Regions from separate parts of the Oryza sativa genome. Here region 1 is linked to region 2. A link is a contact called in public HiCAR-type data. All regions are on one chromosome and are shown on one strand. Each heading gives the region's core, a stretch centred on a gene start, on an enhancer-like site or on the middle of the called end of the contact. The rest is flanking DNA. Distances are from core to core; before and after follow the strand shown.

What was found. HiCAR-type assays count read pairs that join an accessible place to other places.
Region 1: a contact with region 2 is called in a HiCAR-type map of leaf, with 1.8 times the contacts expected there. The contact joins the promoter of LOC4345984 here to the promoter of LOC4345973 in region 2. A contact is called at or near these places in 2 of 15 Hi-C or Micro-C datasets (leaf and seedling) and 1 of 4 datasets of contacts at active chromatin or transcription factors (leaf).

What each region holds. Positions count from the first base shown.
Region 1 is chr8:25,233,988-25,238,311 of ASM3414082v1, reverse strand. It overlaps LOC4345984 (transcription factor bHLH130), which reads right to left and starts at 2,942. Exons shown (of 6, transcript XM_015795213.3): 1 at 1,979-2,942; 2 at 1,463-1,815; 3 at 1,216-1,377; 4 at 1,018-1,083; 5 at 766-834; 6 at 1-508. The coding sequence starts at 2,465. The coding sequence ends at 446.
Region 2 is chr8:25,098,344-25,102,759 of ASM3414082v1, reverse strand. LOC4345973 (zinc finger A20 and AN1 domain-containing stress-associated protein 11-like) reads right to left here and starts at 3,069. Exons shown (of 1, transcript NM_001422620.1): 1 at 1,852-3,069. The coding sequence starts at 2,996. The coding sequence ends at 2,484.

The sequences.
Region 1 (4,324 bases), core at 1,693-4,192, 140 kb before region 2:
GGCAAAGCCACTGCAATAATATTTATTAGTGAGATGAGCAGGTCGGCGAGAGCCATGGTGTTAAATGAGACTACTAACCTACAAACTACTAGCAGTAATAAATTTCTATCGAAAATGCACTGGACATGGGGCATGCAGGGGTATATATGGCAAAAGTTACAAGAAAACTATACAATTGTTTCACCCATCTCCCACCCTTTTTCTCCCTTGTTTTTCCTTTTTCTTTTTATCACTTGAATCCTGATGATGCCACTGCTCCATTGCCCTTTGCTTATACAGTGCTTTGGCACACAAGAGCCTTTTCTTCCATGTGCCTCTCTAATTAAACCCCCCCAAACAAATGAAATTAACCATTACACATCTTCAGAGATCGTCTCAGTCCTGCCTAATCTCCAAAACAATCTTGTGTTCTTTTCTGAAGTCTCCATGACTTGTACAAAGCTTTCTAGCCAGAGTACTGCTGATGCTTCGCTGAGCAGGTGCAGTTAGCTCGGCTGTCGTTTAATCCCTGCGATGAACAGAGATGACAATTTGCAATGAGTAACTGTCAAATCTCAGTACTGGATCTGTGGATTGTGCAGCGTAACTTTGGATAAGACCAATAAAAAGTACCCTTCACCCTCAGTCACAGGGCAAAGCGGCCATGTTGATTTGGACCTCAGTGGCCAGGATAGGTTGACTAATCTAATTACAAGCTACAGATGATATAGATGGCGTTCTAATTAATTGCGGGATTAAAAGGGAGATTATAGCTAATCAGCTTACCTTGACCTGCTTCTGAAGATCCTTGATGTAGTCAACAGCCAAATCCAGCATGTCAGCAGTGTTGGTTTGCTGCAGGAAAACGGAAACGTTTCAGGTTTCGGACAGGTTAATTTTGGAGTGGTCCTTGTACTGCACATTTGCAGATTTGCTGCTACTACTGCTACTATTTGCTAACCAAACACTGTTCTATTGCCTATTGGGGAAGAGAGAGAGAGAGAGAGAGAGAGAGAGAGGTGTAGTACTCATCAGTACCTTGTCCATGTTTGGCACGAGTTCTTGCAGCTTCCTGATTCGCTCGCTGATCCTTGTCCTCCTCACCTATGGCAAAGATCAACATCACGGGGATCAGATCAGTCACCTGCTGGCTGCTGCTGCTCGTTTGATATTAACGAATTTGTGCTGTGCGGTGCGGTGAGGAGGGTGAAGAGGAATTTTGTTGTTGTTTTTTACCCGCTCGGCGATGCTGCGCGGGTGCGTGGCGCAGCCGCGCTTGGCGCGGATCTTGCAGGGCACCGCGTCCTGGAACTGGAGGAACTTCTCGATGGCCGCCATCTCCGACGAGGTCTTCGGCAGGCTGAACTGGTGCGCCAGGCCGCCGCCGCCGCCGCCGTTCTGCGCCACCGCCACAAATCGTCGTCGTCAGTTTCTTGTACAAATCATCTATCAACGGAATCGATGGGAATTTTGTGAATCGAACCTGGGACGGCTCCGACGAGTCGCGCTGGCGCTTCACGCCGGAGATGTTCGTGTCCGACATGAGCGACGACTCCTCCCACCCGGAGCTCATCGGGTACCCGGAGAGGTAACCCCGGCCACCGCCGCCGCCGCCGCCACCGGCGCCCTCGGGGCTGCTCCCACCGAGCTCCTCGCTGTCCATCTCCGAGATCTGCGACATGAGCGAGCCCTGCCGCGACGAGAAGCTGAGCTGCCCCTTCAGCCTGCCCCCGCTGCCGCCGGGGGAGTCGGCCGCGGCGGCGGCGTTCGCGCCGTTCCTGAACCCCACCCCACCGCCGGCTGCCGCCATGCCCGCCCGCAGCATGCTCCCGTACCCTGAAACCGAACAGTGCGGGACTCAGTTCCGGAAATGGAAATGTTCCCGAGAAGAACTCGAGCAAGAACAGTAATAATTGCTGCTGCTGCCGAAGCAAGTAGTAGGCGTGTGCAACTACCATTACCAAAAGAAGGAGAGAATTAAGGAAGTAGTACTACTAACCGTTGTCCATGTTCAAATGATTGAGGAATCCGGCGGGCGAGCTACTCTGCCGGAGCAGCCCGCCGCCGCCGCCACCGGCGGCGTTGGCGGCGGCGGTGGCGGCGTCAATCCCGGTGGAGCTGACGGTGCGGTAGAGCCCCTCGACAGAGGCCATCTGCTGCGGGTGGTGCTGGAACATCATCTGCTGCTGGTGGTGGTGCTGGGTGGCCATGGTGGGGTCGTCGGGGAAGTGAGCGGCAGCGGCGGCGGCGGCGGCGGTGGCGGGGGGAGACTTGTCACGGATCTGGTGGTCGGCGAGGAAGCGGGAGAAGACGTTGTCGGCGTCGGGGCTGGCGGCGCGGGGCGCGGCGGCGGGCGGGAGGAAGTCGTCGCAGAACTCGGCGAGCAGCGTGCTCGGCGCCGATCTGTACCGCAGCAAGCCCGACGAGCTCATCGCCGGCGGCTGCACCGGGAGGTTCAGATCCTTGGAAACCGGCGAGCCGTACATCCCCTTCTCTCCTCTCTTCTCCAACAAAACTCCAATTCTCCCACCTCAACCCACCAAATCAAACAACAACAACAACCACCCACCTCCTATCTCCGCCTCCTCGCCATGGCCGCCCACACAACCTCAATTCAGCAACACAAGAAAGAAATAAAAAGAAGAAAGTAAACAAGAAAAGATCAGCGACTTTTCAAGACGGACAAGCTCAACTCCAATCACTTTGCTGCTGTTGCTAAGCTCTCTCGATCGATCTCTCCAGCCTCTCAAGCTACGCTTCCTCCTCCTCGCTTCTTTACGGCGAGGAAATGAGCACACAAAAAAGCAAAAGAAAATACGCGAGCGAGCGAAGGAAGAAGTGGTGGTGGCTTGGCTTCGCGAGGTCGCCGCTGCTTTTGCGGGGTTGGGCGAGGAGGAGGAGTAGTTTTTTTTCTTTTTTTTTTGGGTTAGTTTAATCGGCGGATTGCTTTTGCGGGGGGATGCGATCGTGTGTGCGTGGAGCGAATTTTTATATATCGTGGTGTGGGAGTGAGCGCCCTCTCTCGTGGCTTTACAATTACGACAATGCCCTCGCCGTCGCGGTTGCTTTCGCCCCCTAGGTGCGAGTTTACCGAAATGCCCCCTTCGTTGGTTGACAGCATGACTTGCTCGGTGTGGTGCGCGGTCTTCCCAGTTTGCTTTGCTGCCTGAACCATCGGACTACTGTACTACCACTAATCTAATCGATTGAAGAGTTACTTAGGGGCTGTTTGATTTTCAGGGACTTATTTCAAGTCTCTATCACAGATATTTGGATACTAATTTAGAGTATTAAACATACACTAATTACAAAATCCATTTCATAACATTGGACTAATTCGCGAAACGAATCTTTTGAGTCTAATTACGCTATAATTTTGACAATGTGGTGCTACAGTAAACTTTTGATAATTATGAATTAATTAGGCTTAAAAAATTCGTCTCGCGGATTAGCTCTCATTTATAAAATTAGTTTTTTATTAGTCTATATTTAATACTCTAAATTAGCGTCCAAACATCCGATGTGACATGGGCTAAAAAATTTTAGCCCCATCTAAACACCCCCTTAGATGCAGGTTTAAAGTTTTGGCGTATCACATCGGGTATTATATAAGGTGTCGTATAGGATGTTCGGGTACTAATAAAAAAACTAATTACAGTATCTGTCAATAAACCGCAAGACAAATTTATTAAGTATAATTAATCCATCATTAGCAAATATTTACTAAAGCATCACATTGTCAAATCATGGAGCAATTAGACTTAAAAGATTCGTCTTGCAAATTAGTCACAATATGTGTAATTAGTTATTTTTTAAACCTATATTTAATACTCCGTGCAGATGTTCAAACATTCGATGTGATAGGGTGTAAAATTTTGGAGTGGAAACTAAACACCCCATGATTGGTAGGAATTACTCTTATCCGGTGTTGATCTCTAATCATACGCATCCATGCTGACGGAATTGATTTAAGTGTAAATATGACTCTAACTCATGTTATCATGTTAAGGCATTAAGGCTGATTTGGAATGTGAAAGCTTAAAGGTATACTGTAGTTAATAGTGTCACGTTTTATATATAGAGTGGCCAAGCGAGTCAACACTGATAGATAGTGCCCATGGAAAAAAGAGTGGCAATGACCAAATAGCATTATATTGGTTGCATCCAAAATGAATGATAGCAAAAGTCTAGCATGATGTTATAGCATGCTCCAAAATGGAGTAACAACGCCAAATTAGCTTCTCAAACCTACAAAATATTGGAGCTAAGAACAAGACAAAATTTTTTTTAGCCTCTTTCTTTGTTGGCTGGATGATTGAGAAAAAAAGTTCATTTGTGATGTTTT
Region 2 (4,416 bases), core at 1,820-4,319:
CCAATCATTGTAGTAGTACTGAACGGCCCCTGTTCTGGCAAATGGATCTTCCCAGCGTCGGTTATCCTCGATGAAAGCAGGCGCCACACACAGCAAAGAGATAAGGAGGAAAAACCGGTAAAGTATATAGCTCTAGTTCGTGTTTAGTGCAGTACAATTTTCCATCCTGCGGTCAGCAGGGTTTACAAAACCATATTGCTACTACGCGCACGGTAATCACGTACGATAACCTACGACATACCTCGCGGTAATCACCAAACCGTAGGCGATGGTAACCTTACCCCCAAACAATTTGGTAAACACTTACGGTCATTCTATTACTATAGGAACAATTTGATCTCATGGTCTCTCTAGGATGATCGCGATCGCCAATCACCGGCGATCAATTTTTCAGTCCAAAATACTTTATGGAATTATAGTAGCAGAAACTTACATAATAGCCAGAATGTTGTTGCCATTCGGAACGAGGCTACTAGATCCAATTGTTACAGCAAAATTAGTCTACGTCACGTGATCGATCTTTTTCTCAAATCTCATTGACATGTAGTACTCGGTACAAGCTGCGCAATGACTAGCTGCGTTCGAAGCTAAAGGTTAGGACCATCTCTTCGCTTTGTAAAATAGAACGAGCCATTAGGGAATAATTAATTAAGCAGATACCTTTAGCTTATTTAAAAAGTTAATATATTTTTTAAGACAACTATTCTATAGAAGTTTTTTTTCCCATAATACGTCATTTAGCAATTTGAGAAAGATGCGAAAAAACAAAAAAAGTTGTAGTTGAAAAAAATATGGTTAAGAACGCAAAATAATTTGTCAATCAACTCCCACGAACAAGGAACGAGTCCAAAGCAACTCACGCGCTTGGATCACTCGCGAAACGACCTATCAACATCTCAAAACTCTCAAACCAATCGAGAGAACGAACGCAAAATTTGCCCATAAATAAATTTATTTGCTCCAGCTAAGACCGGCGGCTGATCGATCGAGCTCATCACCACGGGAAAAGCCGATCGCGGAAGAGAAGAGAGCCCTTCCAGCCTGGGCCACGTGGCGTCCACGCACCATCACCAGCACAAGGAAGGAAGGAGAAAGAAAAAAAAAAAGAAGAAGAAAATCTCCTCGTGCTGCTGCCGACCTGTGCCGGCGATGAGAGCAGTGGGCCCCAGTGAAGCACGGCGGCGGTGGGGATCGGCGAAAGATCCTCCGCCTCCGCCTTTGAGAGGGGAGGAAAGGTCGCCGGGGATTTTCTGTGAAGGCGTATCCTGACGACCACCTTAAGCTGTCGACCTGCTTATGTTTAATCCAAAAATTTTTGGGGGATGTTTCATCCAAATCGACTTTAAATCCCTGATTGAATTATTTTTTCACAGGATTATTATATGGATTATCTACTAAATTATGTATTATATATTTTAAAATAAATTTAACAAATAGTTTAGAAAAAAATTGTCTAAGCTGTATGGTAGAAGAAAATATTCTGAGAGGGCATATTTTAAAACGAATTTCTTGAAGCTTGATTTTTTTGTATTAATTTTAATGGATAGTAGCATTTGTTTTCGTGTTAATCATGAAATGGGAGTCATGCAACTAAAGCACAACTAGTTCCAAAATCAAATTCTAAATTTCAAAATCAGCCTACAGTGAAAAAAAAACTGAATTGATTTCCATTTCTTGTTTTTATTCAATAGATGGTGAATTGCACGCATGTATATAATCATTTTTCTGTTTGTAATGTGTTTTGGAAAAGGAAAAGATGATGAATTGTGAGCTGAAATTTGGTCTGAAAGAGGAAACCAAGTGTGTGAACAAATGTCGACACGTGGTGGTCAATTTGCAGCCGTATTAGGTGGTATCAATACGATTTTTAATCAATTCGAATACAGGACGGTTACCTATCTTAAAAAAATTTAAAAAAAGAACAGGGAAATAATTAGTGTACGCAACTTGGACCTACCAATAATGCCAGGCGAACTAATCCAATCCGGTTCAACTACTAATGGATGGCTCCAAGTAGCGTCAATGATTGAGCTGTCAGGGCAATTCACAACCAATGGAGGAAAAAAAAAAGAGGAGATAATAAAAAGAAAGATGCCACTAGCTCAAGCTGATAATAATGCTCTCCACAGATAATAATAAATTTTATACAAAAGGGAATTAAAATTAAATAGAGATTTGTGGGAGGACAACACAACAACCCCATCTTCTTCCTTCCTCCCTCTTTCCATCCAACTTCCAACCTCAACCACCACTACAACAACAACATCATCATCATCATATTGTTCTTCCTTTGCTTGATGCATCTTGAGTCACCCATCTCATCTCCTTTTCTTTTTCTTTCTTTTTTTTCCCCTTTCACCTTTAAGAAGCTCTCAGGAAAAGAAAAAATAATACCCTCAACTTTAATTTTTAAAAGGAAAGAAGAAGAAAAAAGAAAGAAAAAAGGAGGAAAATTCAGGTTGGTTTCCCCTTGTATTATCCTTTTAGAACCTAACGATCTTGGCGGCGCGGACGACGGGGTTCTCCCTGGCGATGGCGTCCCTCGCCGCCGACTTGTAGTCGAAGCTGCAGTCGTGGCGGTCGGAGTACCGGTGCGCGCCGCAGTAGAGCTCGCCGCAGCGGCACCGGAACCCGGTCAGGCCCACCCGCCTCCGGCAGCTGTGGCATCGGTTGACCGACGACGACCTCGACGCCTTCGACGACGACTCCACCGGCCCCGCCGTCGGCCGCTCAACCACCAGCGCCACCGCCGCCGCCGCCGACGACTGTACGGCCTGCCTCGGCTTCTCCACCACCGGAAACACCGGCAACGACGTCGTCGACGGCGAGGCAGCGGCGGAAGAAGAAGAAGAAGACGCCGAGGCAGCCAAGAAGCAGTTCTGGCAGAGGTTGTTGGTCGCCGGGTTGCCCGGGAACCCGCAGCTGTTGGCGCAGAGCGTCATCTCCGGCGCCCTCAGCTCCGTCGGCTCCTCCACCTTCTTCTCCCTCTGCGCCATGATCGAATCCGAGAGAGAGACGAAGCGAGCTTAGGTTCGCTTTGCTTTTGGGAATGGGTTAGCGAGGCGAGGCGAGGCGAGGAGAGGGTGAGTCCCTTTTATTTATCGAGGAGGAGGCGGGCGGCGTACGCGTTCTCGTCGTCGACAGACAGCGACGGCCGGCGCTTGAAAATGGGTTGGAAATGGCGATGCTGCCCCTCTCTCGATCACCTTGTCTGACGGTGAAAAGAGGAGAAAAAAAATGGGGGCGACAGGTTGGGTTTGGTTGTGGTTGTGGGGGTCTCTTTCTTACGGATTAAGGGAGGAGGAGAATGATGCAAGGGCGTGCGTACGTGCTTTGTGGTTGGGGATTGTTAGCGGCGGGTAAGGGAGGGAGGGTGGTTTTGGCTTGGCTGGCCTAGGTACTGTGTAATGTAATTTGGAGGGTGGATGCCTGTCTTTAGGTTAGGGAAGCTTGCAAGCTATTTCAAGCTGGGATCTACTATTATACACAAGGGAAAATAGGGGTGAAAGGTTTTTTTTATTCATGTGGAAAAATATTGGAGGTAAACATGGATTAAATTTTACTTTGTATTGTATTTGAAGGATCTTTAAGATTGCACATCGATCTTGCTTGATACGGTTTAGGGTTTCGAAACGTGAAGAGAACCACTCACTAATTGTCCTTTTATAAGCACTGTTGTTGAGAGATGCATTTTGCTAGTGTGGTGGCAAGGGGTGCTTGGTTTCAATCCCGATGTCCGTGTTCAATCCCCAACACGCTTATAATTTCTTCTTAAAAAATATTGTATTATTGAGCAGGTTCGTATTTAGAAATTGCAAATGGAAACAATCAAATTTAACGAAAAAAATAAACAACAACTAAAAAAAAGTATTTATTGTTGACAAATCAAATGTATAGAAAAAAACAAACTAAAACCGAAAATTTAGGCCCCTTTGATTCAAAGGAAATTCATAGGAATTTTAGAGGATTTCTTTCCTATATGAATTTTTCCTATATAGCCCTTTGAATCGAATGAATGGATCTTATGGAATCCTATGAAATTCCTATGGATTGCCTAATGCCATGCAAGTTTTGGAGGAATTCTAACATGAGGTAAAACCTCTTGGAAACTTTCCTTTGAGTCTTTATCTCTCCTCTAATTCCTGCGTTTTTCCTACGGTCCAATCAAACGACCATTCCTGTGTTTTACAATTCTCTGTTTTACCCTTACATTCTTATCAAAATCCTGCGTTTTTTCTATTCTTATGTTTTTTTATTCTTGCGATTCAAAGAGGCCTTATTGAATTTCACCGATATATCCGTACATCACAATTGAGCACTAGTAACCACAATTACCGATTAACCACCGGACAAATAGCAAAATTCAGTGTACGATGTTATTTTGTTGGATTTTGATTTGAATTCGTGTACAAGTAG